Regions from separate parts of the Mus musculus genome. Here region 1 is linked to region 2. The links are chromatin contacts, called in public Micro-C maps. All regions are on one chromosome and are shown on one strand. The core of a region is the stretch at or near the end of the contact, and the rest is flanking DNA. Distances in the headings are between cores, read along the strand shown.

Region 1 (5,919 bases), core at 3,010-5,509, 47 kb before region 2:
ACCCTTGAGAATCTGAAGATTCAAAATTCTCAGCTTCAACATGGTCTTCCCACACATCCCCGTCCCATGTTGTAGGATCCCATTCTTTGCCAATTAGAGCCCTTACTTTAACTGTCGACACACTCTGAGGCTGAGACTTGAATTTTCGCTGTAGTTCAGCCAACCTTACAATGAGAGTTTCCGTTTGATTTTCTGCAACTTGAGCTCTATTGCTACAAGAGAGAAGATTTTCTTCAAGGACACACTTAGCAACTTTTAGATCGTTTACTTGTGTCTGGAGCCTTTCAATTTTATCACACAACTCCTTCCTTTCATTCATCATTCTTTCCACAGATACTAAGAGCAGCCAGCCAGTAAAATCATTTTTCGATTTTTTCCCCATCTTGTAGAAAGCTTTGTGCACTGAATCACCTAATTCATTAAGAAAATCAAGGGCATTAGCTTCTTTAAGTTCGGAATATAGTTTCAACCATGGGTCTTCAAAATTCTCTAAGCTCCCAGGAGGGAGAGAATCTGGAGAGGTTTCAATAGTTGAAAGTGCTGGTGGATCAACAAGCCAGTTCCAGTATTTTAAAAGATTCATCCTTGTACTTCTGTTACTCTAGAACCACTCCTGGTACCAACTTCTGTATTAGTCAGGGTTCTCTAGAGTCACAGAACTTATGGATAGTCTCTAGATAGTAAAGGAATTTATTGATGACTTACAGTCGGCAGCCCAATTCCCAACAATGGTTCAGTCGCAGCTGTGAATGGAAGTCCAAGGATCTAGCAGTTACTCAGTCTCACGCAGCAAGCAGGCGAAGGAGCAAGAGCAAGAGCTAGACTCCCTTCTTCCAATGTCCTTATATTGTCTCCAGCAGAAGGTGTAGCCCAGATTAAAGGTGTGTTCCACCACACCTTTAATCCCAGATGAAAGGCGTAGCCCAGATTAAAGGTGTGTTCCTTAAACTCGGAGATTCAATCTTCTGGAATCCATAGCCAATATGGCTCAAGATCTTCAAACCAAGATCCAGATAAGGATCTCCAAGCCTCCAGATAAGGGTCACTGGTGAGCCTTCCAATTCCGGATTGTAGTTCATTCCAAATATTGTCAAGTTGACAACCAGGAATAGCCACTACAGACGGTAAAGGATTTTTCACTCCCTCAAACAAAAACACAAGTGGCCACATCAGTAATCGCCATTAAAGAGAATTCTCAGCATCCAATGAGCTCAGAAATTAAAGATGCCCTGGAGCACTTCAGCTTGATATTAAGCACAAGCCAGCAAAGACGTAGTTTCTACTGTTTGTAGACTCGTTTTCTGCTTCATTTTACTTGTGGTCTCTAGAGACTGAGCACTGGATTTAGAGTACCTAGAACAGCGCACACGCACCAGTGACCACTGACTTACACTTTATAACATTGAGCAGGTTTCTTCCTCTCTCCAAGTCTTCACTCCCCCCACCTATAAAATAGGAATATTTTTATGTACCTAACTTAGACAAAAGGGGCTTTGGGAGGCTCAAAAGAGAAAATAGTAGGAAGTCATTTAATAAATTATAAATTGCTATGAAAGAGGTTGTGTTTGGTGAATTAGCTGTCAGTTGGGTTCCTTTGAAGGTCTCTGCCTGAGCTCCACTTACCACACTAACAGTTGGGTGGTCCTGTTCTAGCCATCAATCCGCGTTCAGGCAGAGCGTTCGTGCTGCAGCCTTGTGCTTCAGGGGGGGTGAGAATAAACTGGAACCAAATAAAATCTGTACCTGCCTAGTTCCTGACAGATGTCCTGGTAGTTAACAATCCAGAGTTGTTTTCAATGATTAAAATACAAAAACAAAAACAAACAAATTAAAAAAAACCCACCAGGTGAGATGTTATATTGCCTTGATTTAGATCCTTAAAATGCAAGGAATTATCTGTTCCGTGCATTCTCTTACATTGGTTTTGGAGAGTCCAAATCCAATGATATGACAAAGGTTTATGCACTTTGTAAGAATGGACATAAATATTAATGCTCTCTGCTCAAATTCTAGGAAGATGTGTGAGATGTTTGCTCCTTGGGTTCCAGCAAAGATATTTTACTCTTTCTACTAAATCATTTCAAATTCTGTTCTGTGCCAGTCGTGTACATTATATATCCTGCCAGTCAATAGCTAGACGGTAGTGGCATCCTTCCAGATTCTCATTTTTACATAAATGGCTTTAAAACACGTTCTCTATATTACACTCTAATCTCATCCTGGCCCAACAAAATATACATGATTCAATATAGTGCAAATAATATTATGTTGAGAAAAAGTTACCAAGGAGTCAAAACGGTGTTATAAAGATTCACTATAAAATCCATATGCTTACTCTGAAAATATTCCAAATCAACAGTAGAAATTGACTGATGGTTTAATGTGGTAATGAAAAGGTCAGATAAAGCAGCAGGGGGGACCATGGAATCAAAGCATATGCAAGACACACAGCTGAAAGATGTCATGACTCCGGCAGAGAAGTCTGTACTGCAGAAGGCCTGAGTTTCTAGCCTCAAATGTAACGAACCTCTGTCCATATCAGAGTCACGTCGTTTGTTAGAAACATTAGCAAATAGAAAATGTGTGTTGTCTTAATTTAAAAAAAAAATTAGCTAGAAATAGCTTCCTTAGGATCTATAGGAATGAGTACTCAGATTTTAAATGTGCAAACACCAATATTCTCTCTGTTCGTCGGGCATCTAATTTGGCTGTTTCAGTGAGATTTCTTCTTTGTGCATAGGAATCTGAATTCATATTGTATGATTTTTTTTCTGGTCTGTGTACTAATGTTTTAGACATGCTTATTGGTTTATACCTTCCCACCATGCTTTTGCACGGCAATGTTCTTAGATATATATTTGTTCTATTAACCATAGCATCATCACTTGTACATACATTCCTTTATAGGGGATGTGAAGGAACTGGCAAGGCTTTAAATATTTAAATGTATAACTTAGTACAACACTATCCATATACTCTGCCATATTCCCAGGTGCCAGATGGGAACGTGAGGCAGAAAGGGGAGACCTTTGACCCAGAGTTTTCAGTGATTCAATCCAGCAACACAGCACATGTTGCCAGATATTTTTTCCTATAATCATTTGCTGGAGCTGCCTTAGAAGTCCTTGCTCTGCATATGATCAACTCTGACAAACAGCTAACTGCTTTTAAAAACAAGAAATTGACTCCTGGAATGCCTTCTAATTGGCCTGCGTGAAATCAAAAGCTGAGAGAACTAAATAACCCCAGTGGGGCTGTGTGACAATTCTGACAGTAAAACTCTGGAACATATTCAATTTTATTCACACACACACACACACACACACACACACACACACACACAGTGAAGAAGCCTAGAAAGCCTGTCTTTCCCCATGTCTACTTATAACATTGGGTAAGTAGCAGCCTAGCTGATCTGAAGTGGGGCCTACAGCCTCCTGAAGGGACATAGAAGAGAATGATCACACTCCCTAAGCAGCAACAACTAAGTCCTGAATCTAATACTCTCTCCATGAAACAGACACACACCAGAAACAAAAGGGCAACAGAAATCAGAGCCGGAATTGGATTTTCCAGCCTTGCTCAGCCCTACAGAAAGAAGTTGGAAAACAAAAGAACAAAGCAGAGGTTGAATTTTTAAGATTCTGTGTCATGGATGCTGTCAAAGACCTTTAGATTCAGATTTAGAAGTAACTAATTTTCATAGGAATGCTGGTAACAATGTATGCTTAGAAAATGGTGGGTTTTATTCTAAAATTGAGAGGCCATTTCTGTCTCAAAAAATTATACTGGTGTTCATTTGCTATAATATTTGCTTCCAATGCACAAAACCCTGAGTTAGAACCCCAGCACTACAGATGCACGGTGGGATGCTACTATTTTGTAAGCTCAGTACTCAGGAGGTGGAGACGGGAGGATCAGGCAGTATCATTCATCCTTAGCTGCATTGTGAGTTCAAAGCCAGCCAGAGATACATTAGAACCTGTCTCAAATATGTATAGGAATATATACTTGAATATACACACATGTATATGTATATATGTATTACATATACATCACCTTTATAAAGGATAATTAGGAGACATAAATAGCAGTGTCTCAAAGATAGTTCTGTGTGCAAGAATAGCAAGAAATATTTTTAAAACCACAAAATTGCTAGTCTACCCACCATTCCTTTCTTTTGCAGTGTTTAGTACAGCGCAGTATAATTTTACACTTGCCTTGTACTCTATCTGGTGACAAGTTCCAAATTTGGTGACTCATTTTGAAAATATTTTAAAAGGCAGAGTACCCTTGAATCATTGACTCCAGTAGCAGACTGAGCCACACACAAGCAAGTGCTAGGCAACCCAAAGGACCTACATCTAACCTGAGGTCCTTAAAGAAATCCTTCGGTAATGTGTACACTGGGCTTCTATGTATTCAAACATATCATTCTAGGGGAGGGAACTGTTTGTAAAGGCTAGAGTGGCTTCAAATTTCTGGAAATCACCTCTTTAAATCCCTCAGAAGAAAAGAAAACTGAGTCTATGGAGCAAGTTCTAAGCTTCAGCACAGTAGGTTCAAATAGAAAATAGGTGTATATTAGCAAGTTGCTAATGACTTTTAAAAATATGTTGAAGGATCTTGTTCTTCTGTTGAAGGCATGTTCCAACTCTTTCTCACTAACTGAAAAACCATATTTGACATCATATAACTCACTTCCTTAAATATTAGGAGTCATATGCAACCATAGAAGGTCTTTATCTCTTGGATATGTGTATATAGACATATATATATATATATATATATTATGTGTGTGTGTGTATTGTCCATTAAGATAATTGTTCTAAGTTGTATATGAGCAATGGTGTGTGTGTGTGTGTGTGTCTGTGTGTGTTGTTAGCTATAAAGAACATAATGGAAGCATGAATATATACTCCCTTCTGGCATTTGAAGAGGACAATCATTAGTACACACAACTGCCTGCAATGAATTTTCACTGTTGAAATTATTGTGACATTTCAGTAGGGAAAGTGCTACAAATTGTCCGTGGTTATAGTGAATGTGACATGAGTAATTCCAGTCAGCTGTGCTTTCTTCTTGCAGAGTGTATAAAATTTATGAGCATAAAGTCAACATATGAGACTATGCCAGCTCGATCATCTTTCTCTATCCCAAGAAGATTTGTTTGATAACTGTTCCACTACAACCAGTAACTCTGGATCATAGAGCCCACATTCCAGGAAAGGTGAAAGCAAATGCAGTGCACTGATGCCTGAGAACCTTCCAAAGGCCAATGTAGATCCCTGGGGTCCCTGCATTTTGTTTCTCTAGGCTGCTCTGTTCTGCTGTGTGCAGTCACCTGACACCCTCTATTATCTTTTTACCAGAGAAATTATGTATGAGCAAAATCAAAGGAAGAATTTCTGAATCAGTAGAAAAGTATATTTAAGACCACTGGTCCGTTTCCCAAAATATTGTTTGAGAAGTTACAGTAGTCCAGGGTTACTGCCCAATGGTATTGCGCATGTGCAAGGCCCGAGATTTGATTCCATGCACTGTCCAAAATATAAAATAAAATAAAAATATACTAACTTACAGCTTCACAAATTCAATCTCCACCAGACTTTAGCATCATCTTCTGGAAGCTTCTGACAACTTGGTATTTGAAATATTACATTTGTGGCTGGGCTGTGTTGTAAACTGGTTCTAAGTATTTAGATGATGTCCTGGGGCCGGAGTAAGGATTGTCACTGAGATGATGTTTTCTTTCAAAGTACGAGCATTTGAAGTGTGGAGTGAGCCATGCCTTCTGGCCCTTGGGCCCAGAGAACTTAAGGAAATCTAATGATTCAAGATTTGTGAGGACAATAATCCAGAAGTTACCACTGCAGGTCTCAGGATCCACCCAGCTTTCTACGTTGGACCTGTTCTGTT
Region 2 (5,416 bases), core at 2,917-5,416:
CAGGACACAATAAGTAAATAGAGCTAAAGAAACCACTGTTTATGCCACCTTGCTCAGACTTCCGTATACGCAAAGCACAGGTACTTAGTTTTTCTCTCTATGTACGGTGTCTCAAAAGCATAGAAAAGAATTCATTGGTAAACCTCTGAAAAGTTACAATAAAAGAACCTATATTTAAAGAAAAATGAAACCTTGGCATTGCTTATGTTGTTAGTGATTATGGTCTAGAAAATAGTTAAACAAATGATGAGACTTTTAAGACCTTCCACATACTAATCTCATCACCCCCTTGGCACGGCTTCACCTCATTGTAGCTAAAGTCCTGACAGCTAGTCCATGTTCTGAATATCCCTATACCTTTTCTAAACATTAATGCCCCACTCTTGTCCAGAAAGTACTACCATTCAATCCTGATCTATCCAAATGCTACTTGGTATGGCTCAGCTCAAAGCTGCGTCTTCCTTGGACTCTCTACTACTCAACTGTCAGGAATTCATGCTTTTACCCTTCTGTGAAAACAAATCAATACACTCATTTTCCTTTGTTTTAAATACCCTAGACTCCCTTGCCTATTCTTTTTTTTTAAGCTGTTTCTTTATTTTTTAACAGATATTTTCTTTATTTACATTTCAAATGCTATCCCGAAAGTTCCCTATACCCTTGCCCCCCCCCCCAACCGCCCTGCTCCCCTACCCACCCACTCCCACTTCTTGGCCCTGGCATTCCCTTGTACTGGGGCATATAAAGTTTGCAAGATCAAGGGGCCTCTCTTCCCAATGATGGCTGACTAGGCCATCTTCTGCTACATATGCAGCTAGAGACATGAGCTCTGGGGGTACTGCTTAGTTCATACTGTTGTTCCACCAATAGGGTTGCAGACCCCTTCAACTCCTTCGGTGCTTTCTCTAGCTTCTCCATTGGGGGCCCTGTGTTCCATCCTATAGATGACTTCTGTATTTGCCAGGCACTTGCATAGCCTCATATGAGACAGCTATATCAGGGTCCCTTCAGCAAAATCTTGCTGGCATATGCAATAGTGTCTGTAAGATATCTCTGTGTGTCAATCAATATATATGTTTGATTGACCATAAATTAACCTCACACACAACACATAAGAAAAGGTTTACATTCACCAAGGACTTGGAAATATGCCATCATGTGTAGCTCTTAGTATATCCACATGATGGCAAATTTAGGGCATAGCATGTTGTCATTTGATCCTTGCCTTTCACCGGGAAGTCCACTTCTCTCCCCTTTGGAGAGATTCTAGGAACAGCTCCCTGAGAATCATCAGCACAGAGATCCATTCCTGGATTCGCAACGTGTTGTCCAGATCTGCTACTGAATCAGACTCGGGCAAGTGTGAACTGGAGAAATGAACTAATCGTTGGCACCATCCAGACAACATGAAAGGAGTGCCTTTGCTATGTTGGCTGGGTATTCAGGTTCAGAATAATGGGGTAAAGGATGAAAATGGGAAAAGAAAACTCCATCCTGCTGCTGGAGGCTGCCTTCTCTTCAAATGTGCTTTTCTTGTCTTGTTCCCCCCAAGCCCCGCCCCTTATTTTTCACAACTATGTGATGGAACTGGAATGTGTGAGACGCATTAAAGGATTATTTTCCATAATCCTATGGGAATAATTGCTAATACATTTTTTAATCACCCAGACCCTCCTTCTAGCCCCTCTTTTGTTTGCTCAGAATACATTTCCTTACTAAATTAAAGACTCGTAAGAAGTAACACTATGCCTATAAAATCATATTTGGTTTCATGGTTCAGCCCCAAGACAAATAATGTAGTCTTAATTTTCAGTTCTGGTAACGAAGGTTATTATTCATGTTGTAGACTTCACTTAATGGATCTGGACACATCCCTAAAAGATATACTATTTAGGAAGGAAAACTGAATCAGAAAAGAAAAAGAGAGGCAACAACTAACTAGTAAATGAACAAAAGCGTTCACATGAAAGTTTTAGCCTTCTTCATTCTCCATTCATCCATTAATTGAACAACTGCTGCTCGTCATCCATATGTTCACACTCATCAGAACAATTTATTCCATTGGGCCAGGTGACATTTACTGAGCATTTATATTTTCCTGGCTAGTAAACCAATAGGTATGGCTTGTTAGAGCCAGTGACTTTCCTGAATAAAGCTGATTAGGAGGTCCAGGGAAACACACACACACACACACACACACACACACACACACTTATATATATGCATTAGATAGATGATAGATAGATATAGATAGATAGATAGATAGATAGATAGATAGATAGATAGATAGATAGATAGATGATAGAAGGTAGATAGATATAGATATATACCCACACACATATATATGTATATACACGCACACACATATGATGTCAAATTTGTATCTTGATGAAAATTAAAATGTTTCCATTTTGTCTAATGACTCTTCACCATCCTCCCTCTCTGAATCGCATCGGTTTTTGCATGTTGACTTCCAAGCCTATCCATTCGAGCTAAGCTTGGAATTCTTACAAAGGAACCATCAGTTGAGGCTCTGGGCTCTCCAGGCAGACAGATGGGAGTGAGTCTGTAAAAAACTAAGTCCAGTGTAAACTTAGCACATGTGGTGGCAGGTATTATTATTATCCCAGTGGCACGCACTACTATTTTCTTAATAGATTCTTTGAAAATTCTTTTTTATACTGTGGACCTTTACTAGGCCAGTGGCTCTTTCTTAGTGGAGAGGTTTTTTGCCCTTCAGTATCCTATGGCTAAGTCCAAGGCCATTTTTTTTCCACACCTAGCAGAAGGAGACTGCTGGGCTAGTGGTCCTCTGGCATCCTGTGGAGGAGAGGCTGAGGGATACTACTGAACAGTTTTCAAGCCCCTGCGCGGGTCCTCAGAACAATGCACACTCTCCAGGCACACTAAGGAGTGCAGGAGTTTTTAAACTGCCTAGCTTAGCCTGTTGCCAGCTTGAGCTAGCTAGAAAACAAGACAGAAAACAGCACAGCATGGCTTAAGATCGTGTGTGTGTGTGTGTGTGTGTGTGTGTGTGTGTGTGTGTGTGTGTGTACTCGGTGAGCAAGGTCATTCCCTCTTCTCCAAGGCATCTATCCGACTCCCATTTCCCATCTCTGAGTCTCAAGTCCTCCTTTCAAATGCTTTGATTTCTTTGGTGGCAAAACTGTAGCTTGGGCTGGGAAGTGAGTCACCGCTCAGCAGCGAAAGGACCTTATTTTTCTTTCTCTGAATACATTTTTTAATAACTTCAGCATGACCCTTCGCACTTGTTGGTTAAATCCTCTCTATGCCTACGACAAGTGGAGAGAGCTATGACACCGAACATTTTTCAGTTGCTAGCTAGGAGAGATTTTTTTTTTAATACCGAAAATAACCAGAGGACAGCGAGCCCTAGCATCCTGTGTTACATAAGCAGATGTTGATGCTGAAGGGACGAGCTGGTGCGGAGCTGTCTCCGCAGATGGACCTCACAGCTGCTCCAGCCTCTGGAGCTGCCTGGATGTTGCACGCTTAGAACTGTCTGTGGAAGGAGGCTGGCAGGAGTGAGGTGGGGTGGGCCAGGCTGCAGCAGTCAGCTCCCAGAGGCAGGGCGCCTGGGGCTCCCTGGGACGATCCCCTCCCACCACTGTCTGGGCTCACCGGGCTTGTCCTCCACCCTTTTCCAGAAGCCCATCTTCCTCGCCTCTACCTCGCTTCCAAACCCGTCAGTTCTCTTGGGCGGTTACTTGGCTTTTCGATCACAGAGAAAACACCTTTGTTATTGACAGTCGCCCAGGTTCCTCTCGCTGCCAAAAATGTCACACAAAACCGAAAAATAATCCAGTACCCATTTCATCTTCCAGAATCAAATCCCTATCTCTCTCTCTTCCCCTACCTTTACTTTAGCTTCCCGTCCCCAAGCCCCATTCATTTCTTCCCCAACCTTTCCCTTCTGTGGTCTCTGCCTTTCTCTACTCTCCCTCATTCGTCTCCACTCCTGTCTATTTACTCCGCCGCCCTCCAAAGTCCCTGGCTCTCCCCACTCCTAAAAACTCGGGCTCTACCCTTTCTGCCCCTCCCCAGACAAGTGTCCAGCTCCACGGGGGCAGCCCGCCCGCCGCCCCCGCTCAATCCCTGCCCACCTACTGTGAGGAACAGCTCCGCCCACCTGTCCATAAAAGCCAAGTGCAAGTTACCCGCAGAGCACAGAGGATCAGAGCCCTTCCACGGTCCTCTCCGTGGGAGCCCGAGTCCCTGTCTCCCAGATCTGACGTGCTCAAGGTAAGATAACCCTTGTCAGGGCTGCTGACTTGCAGGGGGTTGCTGCCTGGAGTGAGTCCCTGCTGGTCAACGCCTTTTACTTAGAGTTGATTCATAAGGATGCTGTAATGAACAGTGAGCTTCTTAACTAGCAACTGGTTTGAAAACAAACTTCTGTTTGAACAGTAAAATAAAAATTCCTTTTTGGCAGAAACAACAGCATTTCTATTACAAAAATCTTTTCTCTTTTTAAGTCACACTGCCCCCCCTCCCCGCGTGCCCCGTCTGTCTGACTGCTTCTGAGGTTAAATGTATCTGTTTGCGGTATTATGCTTGTGTTTTTAATTGTAAATAGTTCACATATCAGTAAGGGCAGGGGAATCTGTCCCATTGTCAAAAAAAAATGCACTTTAAAGGAGCACAATTACTTCTCTAAAAATAGCACAGTCAAAAGGTCGGCTGCTGATTTTGTGATGTTTTCCAAACCCCCAAGACAACTTCTGTGAGTCCTTTAAGAAGTATCTTTCCAGGTTTAACTGCTCGGAAAAAATGATGTGAACGAGTGCCCTTTGCCCGGGGACAGTAATCAGGTGACTGGAAGATAGGAAAGTACAAATCCCAGTTTACAAGCTGGGGCAGGATGAGCCACTGCTGGGCTACCTTTCCAGTACAGCCTAAAAGGAGTCTTGTGTGGAGACTGAGAGTGTATGAGAACTCTGTGATGCCTATACACACCTCAAACACGAAGTGTTTCAATATGTTTCTCAGAAAGCACGCCGGTCAGATTGCACAATTCTTCTGTGTACAACTGACTGATGTATAGCGAGATCAGCCAGAAAGACTTCAGATGGAAGGTTTTCATCCTCACCGTCCCCTCTGCCCTCCTCAAGCGAGTGCCTGGTTATTGACTGACTCCCCCAGAGCTCTGCAGTGGGGAAGAGACCTTGGATGTGTGTAGGGGTGGTTTGGGGAAGTGGTTGTGGTAGGTGGGTTGGGGGTTGATCTGTTCTTCTTCTCCAGAGTGCTGTGCACCTGTGTGAGGAGAAGCAAACCTGACAGCTACTTTGGAAAAATAAATAAAAATCAGACTCTTGTGCCATCAAGTTTGCTACCATATTCTGTGGGTTTTGTGGGATGAAAGGCTCTCATGTGGGAGAAAAGCCCTCTTCAAATG

Evidence for each region. Hi-C and Micro-C count contacts between places; a contact is called where the count stands out from the background.
Region 1: a Micro-C map of muscle stem cells shows a contact between it and region 2, with 2.2 times the contacts expected there. The contact joins the enhancer-like site here to the promoter of Col8a1 in region 2. A contact is called at or near these places in 1 of 39 promoter capture datasets (epiblast stem cells), 2 of 484 Hi-C or Micro-C datasets (muscle stem cells and stem cell-derived neural stem cells) and 1 of 9 other capture datasets (liver).

Annotation. Positions count from the first base shown.
Region 1 is chr16:57,800,426-57,806,344 of GRCm38.p6, reverse strand. No RefSeq gene overlaps it. Among named protein-coding and RNA genes, the nearest start is that of Col8a1, 49 kb to the right of the region's middle. Within about 2 kb of position 4,259, at least 11 of the 459 cell types and tissues checked have an H3K27ac peak or open chromatin away from gene starts, as enhancers often do. A contact at or near this core is called in muscle stem cells, where this site is marked.
Region 2 is chr16:57,753,487-57,758,902 of GRCm38.p6, reverse strand. It overlaps Col8a1 (collagen, type VIII, alpha 1), which reads left to right and starts at 4,166. Exons shown (of 4, transcript NM_007739.2): 1 at 4,166-4,263.